2 separate regions of the Hordeum vulgare genome follow, and region 2 is linked to region 1. The links are chromatin contacts, called in public Hi-C maps. All regions are on one chromosome and are shown on one strand. Each heading gives the region's core, a stretch centred on a gene start, on an enhancer-like site or on the middle of the called end of the contact. The rest is flanking DNA. Distances are from core to core; before and after follow the strand shown. Region 1 has its middle 160 kb from the start of LOC123433161. Region 2 holds the start of LOC123433193 (calcium uniporter protein 2, mitochondrial-like).

Region 1 (5,201 bases), core at 73-2,572:
TCCTTAGTATAATTGAGGCTAACGATGCAATTGCATGTGCAATTAGAAAAAAAATTTAGAGGGGAAGCAACGTCTAGTTCTTTAGAATCAAAGCTGAAAAATGAAGAATGCAAGATGAAGAATCCCCAAATCAACAATGAATGCAGGGAGAAGATGTGCATCCAACTAGTGGGAGCACTTATGAAAGTTGAATATCTTTTAAAATGCCTAATTATGATTTTTGTTTTCTTTGATCTTGTTGTTTTAGCAAAGATTTGATGAATTATGATGTGTCCAATTGCCTTTGAAGAAAATAAAGAAATGTGTTTTCATGTGTGAAAATGTAATGAAAATAACCGTAACACGGACCCGTATAAAACGGACCGAGCCGTTTTACAGGGGTCCGTTTTACGGAGTGTGTTCAGCCGCCGCCCACGCCGGCTCGCAAAATAATGTTTCCGCGAACTGTAAACAATTTTTACGGATCAGCTTTATACGAGATCTGTTAGAGATGTTCTTATGCACGTGTATACATACGTTGCGTGTGTATCGTGTTTAAAAAAAAGTAAAACGGTAGATATCCTATATCCGGATCAGGAAGATTAGAAGACAATCGTATTAGGTTAGAGTGATCTTGAGCTGCTAGCAGTGTCCAAAGATGCCTAACGTCCGCAGAACTTCATCGTGGAAGATTTTGGTTTAGCGAGAAAGCGGCATATGCCGCGACATCAGAGTTCCATGAAGGACATGCATTTGCTCTCGCCCGATCTTTCCATTCACAACAAAGTTTGGTGGGCGATGTCACGGCGCACGGAAGCCTCCCGCCCCTTCGCACTCAACGCACCTGTCGCTGTGTTGCTGGTACACGCACACTTCACGTGAAGCACGAACCTCTCGGACGATCGTATCGGGCGCGCTGGAGGCTGGGTTGGCCACACGTTTGCCTTGATGAACTGCAATGATCTAGTACCAGGCTTTCACAAATGCATTCTGTGCACCGTCTTTGCTTTTGATATAGCTTACCGCTCTTGCCAAGTGGTATCCCGTGCACCGTCGAATGGAGTAATTTGGCAGAAATCCTCCTCTAATATGCCGCCGCGCCTATAGGAGGAAGAAAAACGAAGTCACTAGTGCTAAGCAGAGTACCTCAATCAAGTACTAGTAAAAAACCAGAAGTCACTGTAACGCTAAATAGAGCTATACTTTACGTACGAACCAGGTTCGTGCCCTGGTCAAAACATCGGCATCACATCCATGGAGCTTTCTAGATGCATGCGTCCATGGAGCCCATCTTTCTCACACGTAGTTCAGCACACTTCCAAACGTGACGCTGGCTGCCGAAGCATCACGCACGGCACCGCTCTTCACCCAACTCGCGATCACCGTGAGAGAGCGTATCTACATGTGCTCATAACTTGTCGGGAAACGAATTGCTTACGAGTCGTAAAGTGGAAAACGAACGTGTCCAAATTCTGCCACTTCCCGTGCCAAATCGGTGGTCAGCTTGTCCGTCGGTAGCAGCTGGTGCCCACCTGCCTGCTGCTCTAATTAATCTTCACAAGTTGGAGTGCGGATTCCGAGCCCATGCTAGCTAGTCGTGGACAGATTTTGCTTTGTGTAATTTGTAAGAATTTTCCAAGACGCAACATCTCGTTTCCCATGTGAATATAGGAGATGTTCCTCGCGTAATCTCCATGTGTAATACTCTCCCTCTGTACGTAGTTGGAGAGAACTAGCCATGTGTAATATTTTCTTTATAGCTAAATAATTGTAATTGAAGAGAACTAGTATATGTTTTTCAATCCAAATGAAAATTTTAGCTCTCCCAAACCACCGTGTCTGGGTGAAGGAGATGGTTCAGGGAAGCAGCAACGAAGAAGACAGGCCGAATCTACACGGACTCCACGCATGGAGGTCTCCTCGTCCTCGGTGCCATGTGCGTATGCGGATATGCCCTGTTCTTGTCTCGTTGCACCACGAGAAGATGTGCTAATGGGATCTCCAACGTACGGTCTGCTGTTGGTGGAAATAAATTATGTGTATTAAACTGCACGGCAGAAAGGTTGTCTGTTGTACTTTGTGGGTACATTTTAGCAGTCCCAGGGAGTTTTACTAGCATACAATCGTTGGTTCCTTGAATGAGCGCTTGTTAGACGCCTTTGCTACTTTGGTAGCGTTGTAGCATATCCATGTGACAAGGAATATTCCGCTGAGGAAACATAATTGCAACAATAGTGCCCGGATCTTACGGGAAATCTTCCCATCAAACAACATATGCTGCGCATGATAAGGGCATCTACATCCCGACGCTTCAAATTTGTCTCAAATGTTTGGACGGACGGTTTAATCTATACTATTAATAAACAGTCCAACGTATTCATCGCTACGTCACCCCAGCCAAAGCTACACAATTTCCCGCAGAGGAATTACAACCTTCTCATCAGATCTTTTAATTACATCTAACCATCAAGATTGTGCCAAGCCCACCTTAAATATACGTTTAGCATATTTTAAAACGGACGAAAACTCTGCCACAACCGGAACACACAACAAAAAAAACACAGCTCAAAATGAAAAAGCACGTCCAGCGTCCAGCACCTTGTACGGAAACAAAAACCAGATATGCTAAATTAGGGGAAGTCATATCAATCTTCCCCGTTCACGTCCAGCACCTTATACGGAAACAAACAAGAGATATACTAAATTAAGGGAAATCATATCAATCTGCCCCCGTTCAACGTTGCCGACCAGACGTCCAGCAGTTCGTGTGTCATCGCTGCCCTGCGCAGCCGTCGACGCATCCACCAACAAAGCTGCAACTGCCGACGCATCCGCCAACGGCCGCGACGACGAGCTCTTCACCAATAGAGCTGCACCCGCCGAGGCACCCGTCCACGGCCGCGACGACAAGCTGTACGCCGTATAAGGTGCTGCCTTCTCTCTGCCGCCGAGGCACCCGTCCACGGCTGCGACGACAAGCTGTACGCCGTATAAGGTGTTGCCTTCTCTCTGCATTGTGATCCATCGATTGGTTTGATTGATCTGGTTGTGTTTCTGCAAATTATCATAACAACTACATCATGATCCATTGTTCTAAATAATTGATGCAAACTGAATTCAAATGGTTCCATACGCAGAACAAGAAAACTTTGATGGTAAATAGTAGGATGTAGTTGAACATGAAACTCTATACCTTCCTGTACAATGGTATGATGACATTTTTCACATTAACAGAGTTGGCGGAGTTCGTACGACACCAACCACTCCCAACGGGACGCTCACCCCGTTCCAGGATATAAGCAACTCCCAATCGTTGGGTGATGATCAGTACCTAATCAGTATATTTTTATTTTGTTGCTCGACTGCTAAATTGTCTCATTTATTACAGACCCTAAAGAAGTTAAAAGGCAGAGGGATAGAGAGCGGTATGAACAGAATAGGGATGAGATTAATAAGAGACGACGTGAGGCCTATAAACAGAAGAAGATTGCCGCTGCTGAGATCAGTTGGGCAAACGCACAGCTGACTGTATCAGAAGGTAATGACCATCAACTACATGATATAAGGCCCATATGTATTGTTATATAACGATCTATTCTTTGTCTATTCAGACCGTAGTGATATTAAGAACCGCATTGAACGTGAGCGGTATGCATAGAATAGAGAGGAAATATTAAAGCGACAACGACAGGCCCGTGAAAAAGCATAATGTTGTCGACCTTGATGGCAGTAACCTTGTAACACAAGTCATGGCTACCGGACAATCAGCAGTCACACAACTGGCTAACATAACATGTGCAGGTGGTGCAGTACCAAATTCCAGAGAGCTTCTAGACGAAAACGAGAATATTTATGGTGGCGACGAATCCGATTGGTTGCACAGAAATGATGCATACCAGATGCAACGAAAGTCTGGACAAGTAAGAGTCACACAAATGGAAGTGGTAGAGAACCCACAACTCAACCTACGTCTCCAAGAAGATTCTTTTAAAAAAGAGGTTACTTCTGTGACTTACTAATGGTGCTAAATTATCAGGTTTGACTTTCTTCTTCATTTTGGCCCTCTCCTATAGTTTCAGATATAGCGCATTTTGATGATAATAGTCAAGTGATGCAACCTACACCAGCTGCAGGGCAAACCACTCATAATCAAGGTGGTGTGCGTTTTTTTCTAAAACTGGTACATGACAAAAGGTTACAACCAAAGGTACTTACTCATTGGGACACAAAATGTTTTCAGGCAACGACCATGAAGAACATGCATACGGAATACTGGAGCCCGATGTCCACACCGTCAACATTGATGGTGTGCATTATGTCCTTTTGTGTTTCATCTCCTCATTGTTGTTGAACATGAACTTAATATGATTTCTGACCCTTAATGAATTATTCATATCTTCGGTTCTAGAATGCGATGGAGATAGGAACCAGATAGAAACTACAGACGTTAACCATGATGAAGAAGCTAGGATCTTCGCGGAACGAGGTATATTGTTGCTATCATGAGTTATCAGTAAACTATAACATATGATAATATGGTTTCTACATGCAGTTTGATCAATGCAAGTGTCTAATCTTATCCAGAAGTTGCTTTTGAATCCTACCCAGTGGATCAACAGGATGGTCATGCGACTCCCAGTAGTGATATTTATGACAGGGTTTACATGAACCTGCCCAAAAAGCACCATGTGCTGAGGAAAGGTAGTGATTGCCGCCACTGTGGAGCTTTGAGGATTCAATACGAGGGGCCTGCGTTTTGTTGCAGAAAGGGGAAAGTGGATGTATTTACTCCAGATGTTCCTGAAGAGTTGAAAAGGTTGTTTACAAGTCAAGATGATGAGGATGCTAAATATTTCAGAGAAAATATACGGTATTTCAACTCCCATTTCTCTTTCACAAGTCTTGGAGTCACACTTGATCGTCGAGTCAGCACCGCAGCAGGAACCGGTGTATATACATTTCTTGCACGTGGGGGGTTGTACCACGCTCTTGACGATCTATTGTCTTCTGATAATGGCCCTTGACATTTGCAGCTATATATTTATGATAGAGATGAAAACTTGTTTCATAGGGTTAAGAGGTCTCCGAATCTTAGGTTAGATCTCATCCGAAAGATTCTGAAAATACTAGAGCACAACCCTTATGCTCAAGTTTAAAAAAGCCTTGGTACTATTCCGAATCTAGATGAATACAAATTCTCATTAAATACAGATATCAACCTT
Region 2 (4,703 bases), core at 692-3,191, 290 kb after region 1:
CGACGGTGGAATGGAGCGGCTAGGCGGCGGAATGGAGGCGCGCGAGGCGGATCTGACGCGCCGGCGGTGAGGCGAGGGGACTTTTCGCGCGACGGAGGGATAGGGTTCCGACCAGCATCCAACGGCCGAACCCGCAGATATAACGGTCGAGCGAACGCGTTTACGGGCCGCCGCAAAATATTTATGGGCCGGGTCGCGTTTACAGTACCTGATCTGATACAAAAAAAACAGCCCAAACCCGTATAATCATCGAAATTTTACAGTTTCGACGAGGTCTCTTAGAGATGCTCTAAGTTGGCCAAACTTTAAACAAAACTTATCTGCAGAATGAAAAGAAATGGAGGGGGTACATATGTGTCTAAGATTCTTCTTTTTTTTCTCTTTTTCACAAAAAGGACAACTGTATTTTTTTTACATAATCAATATCACTGTATCTTCGAATGACCACTACTGCCATCAGAATGAATGGCGGACGCACACAACTACTAGTATTTGTTAGGATTGTTTGATACATGCAATCTCGTGAATGTAATTTTCATGTTTGTATGAGTCAATATTAAATCACGGATAAATATTATCTCCAAGAAAAGAGATCAAATGGAAATGAGGTGCTCCCAAGACCTTTTCATTTTCCGATTAATACTATGTAGCACTAGCTGTGTGGCTACGACTATCTTTTGTCTCGCAAAAGAAGCAAAACTTTATTGCAATTATTCTCCTCACACTCCACATCGATTTGGCGATCTGATCCATGCTTATCCGAGCAGAGTCTGGAGGCATAATCTAAGACGCAAAACTTACATAGGACCCATTACGTAATAAGTTTTTCAATTTCTATATAGCTGTACCCTTTGATCAGTGCGTTGGTATTTGATGGAATTATAATCTCCCAAAAAGCAATAAACCCTGTAACCGACTCGTGCAACACGTTGGAGCACACTATTTATCTTAAGAAAAAAAAACACGTTGGAGAGCACATATTTTTCTTGTATAGAAAAGTCTTTCACGTGGGAGTACAAACCGCCAATGACCTCACTCGCCTCGATATTCAGCGAGCTGATATTATGTACTCATATATAAAAAAGCTACACGCTGTTGATGCCAAAGAGGCACCAAAACGTGCAGACGCTGGTGCTACGAAAATAGGGACGCCATAACGACAATCCAAAAAAAACTACTCGGTGCCAAACCAGCACCCCATACACGTTTGCTCGCTGGCCGTTGTACAACGCACTGCATTCTGTTAGAGGAGGAGGAGGAGGAGGAGGAAACGCACGGCACGATGAACGTATGGGAGAATACGTAGCTAGGAAACGCTATTTCGAGCAAAATGACACTAGTAACTACATTTTTTTTTCTTGCGGGGGGCACCAGTAAGTACTCAGTGTTAGCTAGTAAACTGGTGGATAGTTTTTGACATGGAGGCCCGAGTGGTTGACGTTTTTCGACGTTGAAAAAGAGAGTCTCTGATAGTTTTTGGTGTACCCATAGGCCATAGCCGCCTGTGGCTGCTATGTTGCGAGCCGGTCTTCAAACGTACTGTACTCGTCACTCCACTATGTGCGTCGATCGAGTAGTCTAACGCATCATCTTGTAAAATAAACAACAAGTTTTCTTTGTGTAGAACAGAAGAAAAAAAAACCCTTCGGAGATGGTGTGTGTCGAAGGCTCGAAGGTGTCATTTTCCCAATGCCGCCGGAGAGACAGAAGGGAAGAACCGAAAGGAAGAAAAACTAGGAAGGACGACCGCCAACGCGTCGAGTCAAATGGCCGCAAACTTCGTAGTTAAAATGGGCAGATTTTAAAGAAAACTCCAGTGCCAAAGATTTACTCCTACAAGCGACGGGAAGTCGGGGTCGGGTGGCGCAGCGTTGGCGTGGGCGAGCCGCAGCCTGGCTCGAACAGCGGGGACGCAAGCGGCGGGGGTATAAATAGCCGCCCACGCCCCACCATTCCTTCCACCACAAATCATATCAACCGCCCCGTCCCCGACCCCGACCCGATTAACCCTACCTTCCGCTCGATTCCACTCCCCTTCCTCTCTTCTCCTTCTCCACCCGCTCGTCGGGTCCGGAGCAAGCAGCGCAGCGCACCGCACATACACATCAGATCAGACCAATGGCGGCCGCGCTGAGGAGGGCCGTGGCGCAGCGCTTCGCGGCGGCGGCGGCCCCGCGGCAGGCCTACGGGACGCCGCGCCGCTTCATGCAGGAGCAGCGCCCGGCCTTCCGCCCCGCCGTGCCCCCGGACGTGGGATTCATGCCCCTGGCCGACCGGATCCGCGACCACCTCGGCGTCTCCTTCCCGCGCATCAACCTCGACGGCCTCGTGCCGCCCGCCCCGCCCCGCCCGCATCCTCCCACTCCCAGGGAGGCCGCGACGGTCGTGGCCAGCCTCACGGTGGAGGAGGCCCGGAAGGTGCTGCGCGCCACGCAGATGGAGGCGGCGCGCGCGCGGGTGCGGGCCTCCCGCGAGGGCACCGTCACCCACGCCGAGTTCCTGCGCCTCTGCTGCGACGCCGCGGGGGCCGACGACGGGCCCTCCGTCGCGCGCGCGCTCGACGAGTCCGGATCCGTCATCGTGCTCGGCAGGACCGTCTTCCTCAGGCCCGAAATGGTACGGCCCCTCCCCTCTTCCTCCCCGCCTCCCATTTCAATACCTCAAATCAAATCTAATCAATGGCCTGTCTGTCTAAATGTTGCTTGATCCATCCCCAACCTTTGTGCTCTAGCTTTGCCTTGCAGTTACCGTCTTTTACAGACGAAAAAAAACAGAAACGTTGGTTGCTCTGTTCTTCTCCTGTTCTACTCTTCATTTTTAATCCGGGTCACCGGGTACCGATTTCACAAGGCTAGAGATCTGATGAGATTTTTCGCGTGTTTTGCATGTTTCTCCCAACAGGAAATGAACCAAAGAAACGGCGGTGTTCTAAAACAATAGAGCAGTTGTGACACCAAAAGTTTGGGGGATTTTATCCCCCCGTCCCGTCCCGTTCCGTTCCAAGATGGGAGTTTCCTTTTCTTCTCTCAAAACCAGGAGGAAAACTACAAATCTAATTTCTACCCCTCGATCTAAATCTGAGGAGGGAAGAAACAAAACAGACACTCTTGCTAAAAAAACTATCTCCGATGAATGAACATGAGGAGAACCTAGCTGCCACTCAGCACCCAAAAAAGAACATGCATGATTATTCTCTATATTCAGATTGGTTGGCATCTAGTCACCATGCTGATGGTAATGGCTCCATTATTTTGGGAATTGGAATGGGGCCATCAACCCTACTATTGTTTGAGCACATATTTTCAACTTCATCATTACCATTCATAGTCATATAGATGTTCATACTGAAGTACTTCACCAGGTTTTCTACTCTATAGTTTAAAAGACACATTAGTGAAGGACCATTCCACTAGCTGTTTTCCGGTCTACAATTAGATGGCAGTAATAAGTAGTAATTGACAGTATGAATCTGCTGTTTGAATTGCATAGTAGAAGATTCAAATCTACAGTACAGTCATATGTCCGTGGTGGGGGTGGTTTGATTTACCTTTGATCATGTCATGCATGCCAACGATTTAGTTAGTCACATAGTGGAAGATGAAGTAGTGCTACTACCATTTGCATAAGAAGTAGTGCCTGTTGTGTCCATGAGATCATCCCTTTTTGGCAATCGTGACACCGGAATGGCCCATCATGTGGTCTCCTTGTCGTCACTGGTTCCGTTCGTTTGTTAGGGTAAAAGCTATTTACTTGCAAAAATATCAATTTTGTTTGGAGATTTTAACCTGCATCTTAACTGCAACAGTGTAAAATTAATCTTGTGAATGCTATTTGTTTTCATGAGATATGAAGTACCAAAAAAATGGTGTTCTTATTTCCTGCTGAATAGATAAGCTGCATCCCATCCCATTTGAAAAATAGGAGACTAATGCAGGGCTAACAAGTCAATGACAAATCTACTTCTCTTATCTTCGTGACCTTCTCTCCCAAAAAGTTTTGGGTGGACCTAAACAAAGTTTAGGAACATCATCACATGCCATCTGGTTCAGATTAGGTCATAGCAGTTGCAGGCAAGACAAGTGGTATGATTTATTGTTTGTTTTTTGCTTGGTCCCTCCGTGGTCACCAGAACATGCCAAGCTACCCCTTGCAAGTTGTGCCTGTTGGTGGTGACAAAACTAGTTGTGGAAAATCTTTTTGCATGATTTAGTCTGTAGTTGTATCTGCTGTTAATAGCCTGTTAACTTTGTCATGGAACTCTTCAACATGGATGCTAAGGCGTGCAGTCGAGATGTTTAATGCCCAATACTGACTTACAAAAAAAACACTTTCTTTTGGAAGGTATTTGAATCCACGTGGATGATAGAACCAAAACATTTTGCACCTGTTTTGACCGTCCAATCATATACAGTTTGAGTGAAATGTTTTTGCCTTCCAGCATTGCTCTTTCTTTTATTGAAAAGAAGAGCAGCCAAGTAAAATTTGGAAATGTTTTTGTCCTTTTTGTTAAAAATTCCAGGTTGTGAAAGCAATTGAGAAGGCCATACCCATACCACGAGGGGTACCTGTCGGAGAGAATGACCCTGCAAGGGAGGAGCTGAAGGCCATGGAGGCACAGAAGGTGGACATTGACCGCATGGCGACGCTCCAGGTGCGGCGGGAGCTGTGGGGAGGGCTGGCCGCCCTAGCCCTCCAAACGGCCG

Evidence for each region. A called contact is a pair of places that touch in the nucleus more often than the background predicts.
Region 2: a Hi-C map of leaf shows a contact between it and region 1, with 6 times the contacts expected there. The contact joins the promoter of LOC123433193 here to the enhancer-like site in region 1. A contact is called at or near these places in 2 of 6 Hi-C or Micro-C datasets (leaf and seedling) and 1 of 1 datasets of contacts at active chromatin or transcription factors (embryo).

What each region holds. Positions count from the first base shown.
Region 1 is chr1H:311,852,104-311,857,304 of MorexV3_pseudomolecules_assembly, forward strand. No RefSeq gene overlaps it. Among protein-coding and RNA genes, the nearest start is that of LOC123433161, 160 kb to the left of the region's middle. Within about 2 kb of position 1,323, at least 2 of the 3 cell types and tissues checked have open chromatin away from gene starts, as enhancers often do. A contact at or near this core is called in leaf, where this site is marked.
Region 2 is chr1H:312,146,444-312,151,146 of MorexV3_pseudomolecules_assembly, forward strand. It overlaps LOC123433193 (calcium uniporter protein 2, mitochondrial-like), which reads left to right and starts at 1,942. Exons shown (of 2, transcript XM_045115438.1): 1 at 1,942-2,616; 2 at 4,520-4,703. The coding sequence starts at 2,119.